Regions from separate parts of the Sus scrofa genome. Here all the other regions are linked to region 2. Evidence: chromatin contacts called from public promoter capture Hi-C data. All regions are on one chromosome and are shown on one strand. Each heading gives the region's core, a stretch centred on a gene start, on an enhancer-like site or on the middle of the called end of the contact. The rest is flanking DNA. Distances are from core to core; before and after follow the strand shown. Region 1 holds the start of KBTBD7 (kelch repeat and BTB domain-containing protein 7). Region 2 holds the start of AKAP11 (A-kinase anchor protein 11). Region 3 holds the start of MTRF1 (mitochondrial translation release factor 1).

Evidence for each region. Promoter capture Hi-C pulls out the DNA fragments that hold promoters and counts their contacts.
Region 1: a promoter capture Hi-C map of liver shows a contact between it and region 2, with 5 times the contacts expected there. The contact joins the promoter of KBTBD7 here to the promoter of AKAP11 in region 2. A contact is called at or near these places in 1 of 5 promoter capture datasets (liver) and 1 of 2 datasets of contacts at active chromatin or transcription factors (alveolar macrophages).
Region 3: a promoter capture Hi-C map of liver shows a contact between it and region 2, with 9 times the contacts expected there. The contact joins the promoter of MTRF1 here to the promoter of AKAP11 in region 2. A contact is called at or near these places in 1 of 5 promoter capture datasets (liver), 1 of 47 Hi-C or Micro-C datasets (liver) and 2 of 2 datasets of contacts at active chromatin or transcription factors (alveolar macrophages and skeletal muscle).

What each region holds. Positions count from the first base shown.
Region 1 is chr11:25,640,556-25,645,090 of Sscrofa11.1, forward strand. It overlaps KBTBD7 (kelch repeat and BTB domain-containing protein 7), which reads left to right and starts at 3,106. Exons shown (of 2, transcript XM_003130995.5): 1 at 3,106-4,535. The coding sequence starts at 3,462.
Region 2 is chr11:24,749,165-24,753,684 of Sscrofa11.1, forward strand. AKAP11 (A-kinase anchor protein 11) reads right to left here and starts at 3,246. Exons shown (of 13, transcript XM_021065623.1): 1 at 3,029-3,246.
Region 3 is chr11:25,602,261-25,606,742 of Sscrofa11.1, forward strand. It overlaps MTRF1 (mitochondrial translation release factor 1), which reads left to right and starts at 1,809. Exons shown (of 12, transcript NM_001243580.1): 1 at 1,809-1,862; 2 at 1,957-2,130; 3 at 3,452-3,541.

The sequences.
Region 1 (4,535 bases), core at 1,856-4,355, 890 kb after region 2:
GCTGGCAGCTACAGCTCCAGAATTCGACCCCTAGCCTGGGAACCTCCATATGTCTTGGGTACAGCCCTAAAAAAAGACCCCCAAAAATTGAAAAAAATAAAATAAACCTTAGAGTTAATTTAAAATTGAATTTGATGGGAGTTCCCGTTGTGGCACAGCAGAAACAAACCTGACTAGTATCCATGAGGATGCAAGTTCAATCCCTGGCCTCGCTCAGGGGGTTAAGGATTAGTGTTGCTGTGAACTGTGGTGTATACTGCAGACCCAGCTTGGATCCAGCGTTGGTGTGGCTGTGGTGTAGGCAGGCAGCTGCAACTCAGATTCCACCCTTAGCCTCGGAGCATCCATATGCCACACCTTTGGCTCTAAAGAAAAGGCAAAACAAAACACAAAGCAGAGGAAACATTTCCATCACCCCTGAAAGTTTCCTTGTGTTCCTTTCCACTTAATCCAGCAATCTGCCAACTCTCCCTCCACCAACAGTGGCAGCCTTTATGATTTTTTTTATTCACCGTGGCTTATTTTCACTGTTCTGGAAACACAAATAGTCCACATAAATGGTCATACAGTATGTACTCCTGTATATCTGGTTTCTTTTATTCCAAATTTTTCTTTCTCCAGCTGTGCCTGCAGTATATGGAATTTCCTGGGCCAGGGATTGAACCTGTGTCACAGCAGCAATCCAAGCTAGGGCAGAGACAAAGCCGGATCCTTAACCTGCTGCACCATTAAGAGAACACCTGTTCTCTTACAATACTTCAGGTATCAAAGATTGTTTTGTTTAGTCTCCAAGTAGTATTATACTCTGTGAATATACCACAATTAATTTTTTTAGGAGTTCCTGTTGTGGCTCAGTGGTAACAAAGCCAACTAGTATCCCTAAGGATTCGGGTTTGATCCCTGTCGCCGCTCAGTGTGTTAAGAATCTAGCGTTGTGTGAGCTGTGATGTAGGTTGCAGGTGCAGCTCGGACCCTGAGTTGCTGTGGCTGTGGCTGTGGCCGGCAGCTGTAGTTCCGATTTGACCCCTAGCCTGGAAGTGGGGCCCTAAAAAGAATAATATACTACTAATAATTTTTTAAATTTCTATCGATATATATTCAGATTCTTTCTTTTTTTGGTTTTTAGGGCCGCACCCACAGCATATGGAGGTTCCCAGGCTAGGGGTCGAATTGGAGCTGTAACCACCAGCCTTTGCCACAGCCATAGCAACATGGCAATGCCAGATCCTTAACCCACTGAGTGAAGCCAGGGATCGAGCCCACAACCTCATGGTTCCTAGTCAGATTCATTTCCGCTTCGCCACAACAGGAACGCCTAGATTATTTCTAATTTTGGTTATTATGGATAAATCTACTATGAACATGCACTAGTCTTTTTATGGACATGTTTTAATTCCCCTTGGGTAAAGGCCTGGGAGTGAAATTATTGGACACAATATTCAGAGAAACCACAACAGTTTTTTGTTGTTTTTAGGGTGTTTTTGTTTTGTTTTGTTTGTCTTTTGGGGCCACACCTGCGGCATATGGAGGTTCCCGGGTCAGGGGTCGAATTGGAGCTGTAGCTGCTGGTCTATGCCATGGCCCACAGCAATGTGGGATCTTAACCCACTGAGCAAGGCAAGGGATCGAACTTTGTCCTCACGGATACTAGTCGGGTTCGTTTACTGCAGAGCCAAGATGGGAACTCCCCCAAACAGTTTTTAAAAGTTATTCTCCTGCTGTGCGCTATCCACCTATTCATATAATATTGAAGATTTCATTCATTAGGTTATGGTAACACTTCACAAACTAGCAACAGGAGTGGTCTGGGTTTTAAATAAAAGTTCTCTAACAAATCTCTAAACACTTGATTTTGAATATTTAACTAATGTTGATTAGTACATATATAAAACACTTCTTTAAAGCATAGGCTGTACTGTATTACTTCAAGGAATGTCAGGGCATATATGAATCCCAAGCTGTTTGAATCTTGTGCTTTTGTACGATTCAAGGTATGTTTGTTTAAATATTTTAATTTAAAACTCTCGTTAAAACTCCTTAATAAAGACAGTTCCAAAATCTTCAAAGGATTGGTGGAAAGGAACTGAAAGAACAGTATGAGTAACACTCATATCAAGAGGTTGTGAAAATAACCTTGTTCCTCGGAATGAAGTGTTGATTTGGTGAGATGCCAACCTATTTATATGCCTGATTTTCATATTTAAGGCCATCTATAAATGCTGTTCTCTAGGACCTCATCTTTGTCTAAGACATCCTAATGATTTTTTTTTTTTTTTTTTGGTCTTTTTGCTATTTCTTGGGCCGCTCCGGCGGCATATGGAGATTCCCAGGCTAGGGGTCTAATCGGAGCTGTAACCACCAGCCTACACCAGAGCCACAGCAACACGTGATCCGAGCCGCGTCTGCAACCTGCACCACAGCTCACGGCAACACCGGATCGTCAACCCACTGAGCAAGGGCAGGGACCGAACCCGCAACCTCATGGTTCCTAGTCGTTAACCACTGCGCCACGACGGGAACTTCAACATCCTAATGAATTTATATGTCACTTAGTACTGAAAATATTGTAATAACGTTCAGAATCTTCCAGAAGTAGCAACATTAAACACTGGATGTTTTCTTTGCAGTAATTGCTCATGGTTTCAAGTTAAGTGGGTGTCGCACTCTTAATAAATTCTAAGAGAAAAGCCGACAATTATTAATCTTTATATTTTAAACAGAGTGTAAGCACTTAATTGTTCTAATCAACAAATATTTGGGGAAATAACTATTAAAAAATTAAAACACACACACACAAATATTTATTGAAGCATCCTGTGTCCTATGCAATTTTTATCTCATTTCATCCTCACACGACCCTAGGAAAGACTATTCTCCCCATTTTGCAAAGAAGGAAAAGTTCTCAGAGGGAAGCTACACAGTTAATAAACATTAAAACTGGGCTCTTACTCTGGACTTCAAAGCCAAAATGCCAAGCCGTCGGAGCCGGGAGAATAAACGCTCAAACCCTGAAGCAGTCTTGCCCCGGAAGCCTCGCGATATTACTCAAACTACTACTCCCAACATGCAAAGCGCCTTCTCTGCCGCCGCTAAAGTGGGCGAGTGGGGAGGGCCCCGCCTGCGTCAGGCGCGAAAGGCAGTCTGGGAGTGGTAGTTCTCCTGGAAGCCTACCGGTATTGCCAGCGCGGCAGTGGCGGATCTCTTGGTTCCAGCCAGTAGGTCCTGTGAGGGCGAGTTGAGGCGGAGAAAGGGCGCGGAACTGGAAACGGGTGAGTCAGGCACTGTCTACGCTATAAAGGGAGGCGGCACCGCGGTGTAGGGCTGAGTTAAGTAAGCGCGGCCCCCGCGCAGTCTCTCCGGAGACACCACAACCTTAGCGTCAGCGAGAGAAGGGTGAGGAGGCGCCCGAGCCCGGTCTTTGCACCCGTTCTCGCCCTCAGCTCCCTACCAGCATCTCCACCATGCAGTCCCGGGAAGAAGCTTCGCGCTCTCGCCGCCTCGCCAGTCCCCGCGGTGGGAGGCGGCCCAAGAGGATTTCCAAGCCTTCGGTTTCGGCTTTTTTCACGGGGTCGGAGGAGCTGAAGGACACGGCCCATTCCGCAGCCCTGTTGGCACAGCTCAAGTCCTTCTACGACGCGCGGCTGCTCTGTGATGTGACCATCGAGGTGGTCACGCCTGGCAGCGGGCCTGGCACGGGTCGCCTTTTTTCCTGCAACCGTAACGTGCTGGCCGCCGCGTGTCCCTACTTCAAGAGCATGTTCACCGGCGGCATGTACGAGAGCCATCAGACGAACGTGACCATGCACGACGTAGATGCCGAATCCTTCGAGGTGCTGGTCGATTACTGCTACACGGGTCGCGTGTCCCTGAGTGAGGCCAACGTGCAGCGCCTTTACGCGGCCTCGGACATGCTGCAGCTGGAGTATGTGCGGGAAGCCTGTGCGTCGTTCCTAGCCCGCCGCCTTGACCTGGCCAACTGCACGGCCATCCTCAAGTTCGCCGACGCCTTCGACCATCACAAGCTGCGGTCGCAGGCCCAGTCCTTTATCGCGCACAACTTCAAGCAGCTCAGCCGCATGGGTTCGATTCGCGAGGAGTCTCTGGCCGATCTGACCCTGGCCCAACTGCTGGCTGTCCTGCGCCTGGATAGTCTAGACATCGAGAGTGAGCGGACAGTGTGTCACGTTGCGGTGCAGTGGTTGGAGGCGGCTCCCAAGGAGCGGGGTCCCAGCGCTGCCGAAGTCTTCAAGTGTGTCCGCTGGACACACTTCACGGATAAAGATCGGGAATACCTGGAAGGGCTGTTGACCAAACCTATTGTGAAGAAGTACTGTCTGGACCTCATGGAAGGGGTCCTGCAGATGCGATATGGTGACATGTTGTACAAGTCTCTGGTGCCAAAGCCAGAGAGCAGCAGTGGCAATTCTGTTGTCTCCATAGCAGAAAATCCACCCCAGAGGCTGGGTATGTGTGCCAAGGAGATGGTGATCTTCTTTGGCCATCCCAGAGATCCCTTTCTGTGCTATGACCCATAC
Region 2 (4,520 bases), core at 1,996-4,495:
AAGCTCGCTGCAACATGTGGGGTACCCCACAGCAAACCAAAGTTGCATGCAAGCCAAGTACGGGGAAGCAGAAACCAAGTTAAAGAGAACCAATCTGAAAGAACTTGGAACGGGTATTACAGGGCAACAGAGACGTGAGGCCCTGTCATGTGTTCCCGGAGAAAAACTGGCAGAGCAACTGCCTGAAGATGTTCTGGGTCCCAGGACGCTGAGCTGGACGGCAGAGGCAGTCCTGGCAACTGCAGGCAAAATGCCCTTTTTAAGTAAGTTCATTCAAACGGCTTCTGTTCCTTGCAGGCAAATAACCTTTATGCCACGGAAAGAGGTCAAAGAAACACTGGTAAGCTCTGTGCTTCATGGTAACTTTGAGGTTTTTAACTCTTGTGACAGGGAGAAAGAAGGTCAGCAAAGTCAGTGAACGGATCTGCTGCTCTCCCAAACCCACTTTACACCGGACCTCATTTTCACTCAAAGTAACAGCCAGTCTGTCCTAAGCCACTGTGCCATGTATCTTATTTTTTCCCACCAAACATTCTCAGATTGACCCCAAACTGCTAACTCTTCTCTTGTTATCCTGTCCAGTCTCTAATCTGTACATTTCAAATGCCTTCATGCTAGTATATATTTCAAAATAAAATCGACTTTTACATATAAAGATGAGTAGCAGAATGAAGACCCTTGGATCTGTTTGGTCTGGTTTTTAAACTCATGAAGTATTTTTTCCTTCCTTTCCTTATTTTACCAGTAAACTCTTAACTCAAGCCCAGCTTAGATCTTTCTTGACCTGTTCCAGCCCTCATCTCCTCCAAGTGGGGTTGATTTTACTACTAAAATGCAGGCCACCTGACAAAGAACAAATCCAGCTTATCTAAATAATTATCCTACCCAAAACAAAATGACTTCAATTACTTTTCAAAGGCAAGATGAAACAAATATTTGCATCCTAAAAGCTTGAAACCCTTGCCAAAAGGTGAAAAAAAGACCAGCCAAAAAAATCTGTCTGCCAAGATGGAATAACAAGGAACTTTTAAAACCTATACAGGTCTCTTTTGTCCATTCCCAAGAAGACACTGCTGAAGTTTTTCCAGTTTCCCCAAGTACAGACAGAACTCCACTGCCTTTTTATAACTAGAAATTTCCCTAAGAATAACCTAAAATGTATCGTCTGATGTGGTTTGATTTACTTTTCCAACAGTTAAGTTCCTGGAATCTTTAAAAAACATTTTTATTTAAAAAAAGACAAAAAACAAAAACACCTTAAATGTATGATCCTTCTTCCAGCCTCAAAAGGCAAAGGAAGATTTCTTCAGCTTCAAGACTTATCCCAGGAGTTCAGAAGCGAGAGAATTTCTCACTGAGGTTCAGAGACTCCGGCAGGTCCCCTATTCTCAACAACTGGGAAATATCATTAGCCTAGAAGTAAACCACTAGGCCCTTATTAATAGTGCAGCTACGTGGGTACAAGACACGAATCACTGGTTACTAGTTCAGCTTGGGAATCCATGTTTGGACTGTCTTACATTCTCTGATCTCTCAAACTGCTGTTACAGCTACAACTCAAAGTGAAATTCACTATCTACACTTGGGTCAAGTCTGCCAGAAGGACCATAACAAAGTCTGAATAATCAGTACTACTTGAAAAACATAACGTGTGTTTGAAAAGATTCATTTCATGGCACTATTTTAACTGACACTGATTGTGCAAGGAACTGTGCTGCCATTTCTCGTAAATCATAAGATATTAAAATCATCTCTGCATGGCTGAGTACCCTATTCCTGTGTGCATTTTCTGACTATTCCCAGATATATCAAAAATAGTATCATTCAATATAACATCCCTAACAAGAAGCTAAGAAAAGCTTACAAGTTTTGCAAGGAACTGAGTAATTACAAAGCTGAAATGAGAACCAGAATTTTTAATTCCAGTCTGCACTAAGGCCATTAGATATGTGTTTCAGCAGTATTTCTCACCCTGAAATTTCCTTAGCATCTTAAGTTAAACCACCTCCAGTTTAATAAGGTTTTAGAGGAGAGGGTAAACAGGACTGTCACCATGTCACATCACGGAGATTTAGATTGTACTGCCATTGTCATTTTGCCAATGCTTTTAATTCTTTGGTCACATCCACATTTTTTTTTAATAAAGCAGGTTAGGTGCCTGGGATACAAGAATATACCAAATCCATTAGGAATATGGATGGCCAGTATTTAAGCCATCAAACAGCCAAGGAGAAAATTTGACAGCAAATCCAAGTATCAACACTCCAAGGAGCTGCTTGCGCTTTCCGCTCCCGTCACAAGATTTGGGTTGTGCCTGTTTCTAGGGCTCAAGGGTTCTGACAGTGAAGGATGCTGTTCGGGGACAAAGTGCAACGTCCTCCTCCTGCATATGCCCCCGTGCGCGCACCACGAACACAAACTAAGCACACGCACCAGCACGCACCGGCGGGACCCGGCTCTGCAGACCACCCTGGGGATAGAAACTGAGCTTGTCATTCAAGAGGGCTGAAGCTTCGCCGCCACACTCGGGCCCCAGGAAGACCCCCCCAACCTCGAGCCTGAGGACACCCCCCCCCCCGCCCCCGCCCCGGTGCCTATGGCTTCCTCCCTCCGCTTTGCTCTTCCCGCCCTCCTCCCACCACCCTGCGAAAGCGTAGCTCTGGGCAGCCCCCAAGTCAGACCAGGGACTGCGGGCAGCGGAGGAGCTGCAGAGCCCGAGTCGGGCCGCTCCATCCACAGCGGCCCCACACCCCGCCGCCACCCCAGCCAACGGCGCCGCTCACGTCGCGGGCGGATCCGCGCCCGGCTCACCTGGGGGCCGCAGCCTCCGCAGCTCACAGGCATGTCAGCGGCCCGCAACGACCAGCCGCGCGAGCTGCCGAGCAGGCGGGCGCCCCCTCCCGCAGCGGCCCCCAGCCCTCCCCCCTCCCGCCCCGCGGCCCGCCCCCGCCTGCCCACCCCCAGCTTCCGCCGCCGCCGCCGCAGCTCCAGCCCGCAACACCTCCTAGTCCTCACGCCTCCCACTCACTCTCGCGAGAGGGTGGCACACTTCTCGCGAGAAGAACTCCGCGACCGAGCCCGCGCAAAAGTGGGTGGGCTTTGAAAGAAGGAAAGAAGCAACAGGAAAAACCTTCCACGTGCTCCGGGGCAGCTAGCGGAACGGCCCCGCGAGTCACGTGACCGCGTCCAGCGGCCTCGCCATTGGTCAGAATCCGCTCGGCTAGGGGAGCTTTAAACTCGAGGCTGACCTACGAACCTGCGGCGGACGTCTTGCGCGCTTCCTGGCCCGTTACCTTGGCAACTGTTTAACCCTTTCCTCTGGCAAAATAGCCAAGTCTTGGCTTGCCCAGCAGTTTTGGTTTGAGGCTCTGATTCCTTTCCTTCGACCCCTGGGTCTTACCGCCTAGGGTCAGCTGGGCTCCTTCTTCTCCCCAGACTAGTTTTGCTTTCTTCTAATTCACGGGGTTCTTCTCATTCCGGCAGCCACCAGATCTGACGGCCCAAGAAAGGCGCATCTTTGGGTGGCTCCGCCCCTTCTCCCCAGCATCTCTAGGGAGGACCACTCACAGCACACCAGGCCTACAGCCCTTTCCTAACCTCAACAATTAGCATCAAGAGATTTCCGGGCCCTAGTGCTCACCCTGATGTCGTTACGTGATTTCAGAATCGGAGTGTAAAGCACTGGTCACAGAAAAACCAAGACCTAGATGAAAAGCTAGTATGTAAAATCACGGTAGAATCGGAAGGGCTAGTCCTCCGAAGTTGCAGTCTCCTCGAAGACATCTATTCCTCAAGGGTGGAAATACCTGAAAGATGAGAAAGACATTTTTAAGTGTATCCTCATGATGAGTTTTGCCCTGGTTGGGATAGACGGGCAGGGAAGAAAGGGTACAGTCATCTGTTCATTTCTTCATTTAACAAATTTTTGTTGAGAGCCTACATATATTGGGTATTATTCCAGGCACTCAGTTGAGCAGCCTCGAAGACAGATAAATTGAGGTTCTAGGGAGTTTATGGCGGGGAGGGGAGAGAAATAATCTGTTGGTTCCTCTATGCAGAGGAAACAGAGTGAATAACGTGCTGGCAATTGTTTTGACAAGGAGAGATATAAGCAGGGGTTTCATGACAGGCGTGCAAATATCAGAGGGAAGAGCATTCCAGGCAAAGGAAACTGCTAATTCAAAGGTCCTAAATTGGGTTTGAGGGGGGAGGTATGAGAAAGTAAGAGGAAATAAGCTCAGAGAAGTAAACAAGAATGGGTTACATCCTGGAGGGTTTTGTAACCAATAAAGGAATTAGGAGTTTATTCTGAGTGCGATGAAAAGTACTGGAGAGTTGTTTGTTTTGTTTGTTGTCTTTTTGTCTTTCTATGAAGAGTTTTAAATAGGGGTGAGATACTATGGTTTAAATTTTTTTTTTTTTAAGCTCTTCCCTGCAGAGAATGGATCTTAAGGAGACCACAGGGGAAGCAGGGAGTTTAGGAGACTTGTAATCTGTATAAGAGAGAATCTTGAAAATTT
Region 3 (4,482 bases), core at 559-3,058, 850 kb after region 2:
GCAATATCACTTAGTAACTCTTTTACCTTGGACAAGTTACCTTAACGCTGTGCCTTCGTTTTCTCTTCTGTAAAATGGGTATTTTAGGGTTGTCGTAAGGATTAAATTAATTAATAGACCTAAACCATTTACAGTAGTATCTGATATGTAGGTGGTAGAAGTTGATACCTTGAGGAGTTCCCGTCATGATGCAGCAGAAACGAATCCGACTAGGAACCATGAGGTTGCGGGTTCAATCCCTGGCCTCCCTCACGCGTTGCTGTGGCTGTGGTGTAGGCCAGCAGCCATTGCTCTGATTAGACCCCTAGCCTGGGAACCTCCACATGCCACAGGTGTGGCCCTCAAAAGACAAAAAAAAAAAAAAAAAAAAAAAAAAAAAGAAGTTGGTATCTTGAAATAGGTAATAAACATTAGATATTTACATTTATATCTAATTCCCCCCCCCCTTTTTGGCTGCACCAGGGGCATGTGGAAGTTCTCAGGCCAGGGATCAAACCCACACCACAAGAGTGATCCAGGCAGCTGCAGTGACAACACCAGTTCCTTAGCCCACTGTGCCACAAGGGAACCCTGAATTCTCCTTTTTTTATATTTGGTCACAACATAAGAAAATATGCTGTGAAGTCAGTAATACAGAATTATATTTGCCTTTGCTTTTCGGGAAGAAATACTGAGGCACTAGGTCAATGATTTGTAAATTCAATCTCCAAGCTCTGTATCGCTGTTAAATATTCAAAGTAAGGCAATCCATCCCTGGCCTTGCTCAGTGGGTTAAGGATCCGGTGTTGCAGTGAGCTGTGGTGTAGGCTGCAGACGTGGCTCGAATCCAGCGTTGTGGCTGTGGTATAGAGGCCATCAGCAACAGCTCCGATTAGACCCCTAGCCTGGGAAACTCCATATGCCGTGGGTGCAGCCCTAAAAAGACGAAAGACCAAAAAAAAAAAGTAAGGCAATATATTTGCATTTTCCTGAAACTGTTTATTTTATTTATTTATTTATTTTTAGGGACACACCTGCAGCACATGGAGGTTCCCAGATGGGGTCTAATCGGAGCTGTAGCTGCTGGCCTACACCACAGTCACAAGGGATCTGAGCTGCATCTGCAACCTACACCACAGCTCACAGCAACACTAGATCCTTATTTAACCCACTGAGGGAGGCCAGGGATCAAACCTGCACCCTCATGGATGCTAGTCAGATTTGTTTCCACTGAACTCCCCTGTTATGATTTTTAAAAATACAAAGGCACAGTCTCAATTAGTCATTAGGTATTTCCTCAAGCAATGGAAAAAACCTCTGAAGTATTCAATGATAAAAAGGTATTCTCATTTTAAAAAATTAGGAATCGCTACTCTAGTGACTCCATCTATAAAGAAATTCTTGTATATACTTATCTCTTAGGCACAGCTGTAGAAAATCTCTTCTGGGCTTGCCTAAAATGTTGAAAACCAAAACTCCACCTTCGGCCTAGGGCGTTGGGGGTGGGGCCCCCTGTCGGAAATAAACTACAACTCCCAGAATTCTCAGGGAGGCGCTCTGGGGAGTTACGGTTCTTTCAATGTTCTGGCACAGCTGCTGCCGCTCGCCGGCTCCCCTCTCCATCGCAACCTACACTCTGGACTCCGACTCCGGATGAGCACGAGGCTTGGTTGCCTCTTGGGAATTTTCCTCGCGTTGCCACTTTTCTCTTTTGTTTCTTCTGGTAGTTTATTATGCACACCCAAGAACTACTGCTCCCGAGAAAAACCCAGACGGAGGAGAAGGTGGCTGGAAGCCTTTAGCCGGAAGTGGCGAACCCGGAAGTAAAAGTGATCAGGTGTCTATAGGGCTGAAATCCTAGTGGATCCCAGAAGGTTCCCTCGGTAAGGAAACCTAATGTCCTTTTTTTGTTGTTTTTTAAGGTACTCACAATTCACTTCTTTTTTCTGATCCTAAAAGTCTTTTTTCTTTCTCCAGCTTTTTTTCTCTATGGGATCACTCCATATGCCGCGTTACACGGTGTGGCTTACACGTGCTGCTCTCGTGTGGGCTTAGTATCACTACCCACTTGCCGAGGCTGAGCGTTCCTTCCAGAGTATCAGCTTACTCTTGTTACTGTGGAGGGTGATGGAGAAGACTTGCTATGCTCAGGTATAGATAATGGAGAATAAACATCTTGCGTTTTATTTAACACAGTTTCATGACCTTGAGAACTGCTCATTCTACTAACTGTGCCTAAAATGGAAATTTAGCTAGAAATGTTGTAACAAAAATCTTTTTGCCTTTTTATTGTCGTCGTTCTTTCCATTTGCAAATGGAAACACTTCTGTGATGTCTTTGAGACTGTGCGAAGACACAGAAACTCCTGCTGGAGGACTGTAACCTTTGTGGCTGTTGGACATTAACGAATGTGATTATGTTAAATTTTGTCGGTATAACTCTGTAGACTGGATATTTTAGAGACCATTCCAAATAGTGTATTTCCTAGGAAATAATACTCTCTGAAATAGCAAACTTAAAATGATCAAAGGAGCTAATATATGAATGCATGTAGCATAGATGGAACACTGTAGACAATTAAAGGTTGGTTCTGATCAATTTTGACCCTTATTGCACCTTTGAACCACAGGATTTTAGGGGCAAAGTATTAGAACACTTTATCTTTTCCCCTTTATACTCAGTAAAATTATTGTGTACATTTGTTAGCTTTTTTTTTTTTTCTGTCTTTTTGTCCTTTTTAGGGCTGCACCCGGGGCATATGGAGGTTCCCAGGCTAGGGGTTGAATCAGAGCTGTAGCTGCCAGCCTACACCAGAGCCATAGCAATGCAGGATCCGAGCTGCATCTGTGACCTACACCACAGCTCACAGCAACGCTGGATCCTTAATCCACTGAGTGAGGCCAGGGATCGAACCTGCAACCTCATGGTTCTTAGTCAAATTTGTTTCCGCTGTGCCATGACAGGAACTCCTACATTTGTTAGCTTTTTCAATGATCTGTTCAAAGGAAGGAAAACAGCCAATTTCACTAAACCTGTAGTGTTTTTTTTTTTTTTTTTTTTTGGCTGCACCAATGGTTTAAAGTGACAGCGTCAGATCCTTTAACCACTGTGCCACCAGGGAACTTACCATAGCTTGTAATTTTATTTATGTATGTATTCATTTTTATTGTTTTTAGGGCCTCACCTTTTGCGTATGGAAGTTCCTGGACTGGGGTCGAATTGGAGCTGCACCTGCCAGCCTACACCACAGCTACAGCAATGCCAAGTCCAAGCCACACCTGCAACCTTCGCCGCAGTTTGCAATAACACTGGACCCTTAACCCACTGAGTGAGGCCAGGGATTGAACCTGCATCTTCATGGATACTAGTTGAGTTCTTAACTTATTGAGCCAACAGGATCCCCCGTAACTTTTCATTTTTTTAAGTAATTTTTTTTGCCTGATTATAAAAGAGTTATGTGCTGTACCTGTAGGAAACTTGGAAAACACTGAGAAGTAAGAAAAAAAGAAAGCAAGCAAAAAGTATCCTTAATCCCACAACTAGAGATCGTCATAACATTTTGGTATGTTTCTTTCTTAGTTTTCTTTTTTTCAAAAAAAAGGTCTTCCTCAACTTAGAATGGGGTAAACCCGTGTATTTCATATACTCTAGAAAAATTTGAAAACTTTGTTGGGAACATATTGTTTTTTATTCTTTTTTCATTTAATTATCATCATTGTCTTTTTTTTTGTTTTTGCCATTTCTTGGGCTGCTCCCGCGGCATATGGAGGTTCCCAGGCTAGGGGTCGAATCGGAGCTGTAGCCACCGGCCTATGCCAGAGCCACAGCAACACGGGATCCTAGCCGCATCTGCGACCTACACCACAGCTCGCGGCAACGCCAGATCGTTAACCCACTGAGCAAGGGCAGGGACAAAACCCGCAACCTCATGGTTCCTAGTCAGATTCGTTAACCACTGCGCCACGACGGGAACTTTTTTTTTTTTTTTTTTTTTTTTGGTCTTTTTAGGGTCACACCCATATGAAAGTCCCTAGGCTACGGGTCGAATCAGAGCTGCAGCTACAGGCCTATGCCACAGCAACATAGGATCCAAGCTGCATTTGCGACCTATTCCCACTGAGTGGGGCCAGGGATTGAACCTGCATCCTCGTGGATACTAGTTGGTTCTTAACCCACTGAGCCACAATGGGAACGTCCATTGACTTTTTTTAACCAAATTTTCTACTTTCTTAGTATGTTAATGTTTAAGGTTTTCTTCCTTCTCGGCTAGAAGGGAAGCAATTGAAGAGTGATTGCGTAGCTGGGAACAAAAGCACTGAGCTCTGAAGAGGCAACCTGCATTTGCCTCAGCTCTGTCTCTGTTGGAATGAATAATCATGCTGAAGTTACTTGACTTCCTTGGACATCTGGACATCTAAAAGCATTAGACAAAAATACTATTTCCTGGAATTCCCTTCATGGCACAGTGGTTAACAAATCTGACTAAGAACCATGAGGTTGCAG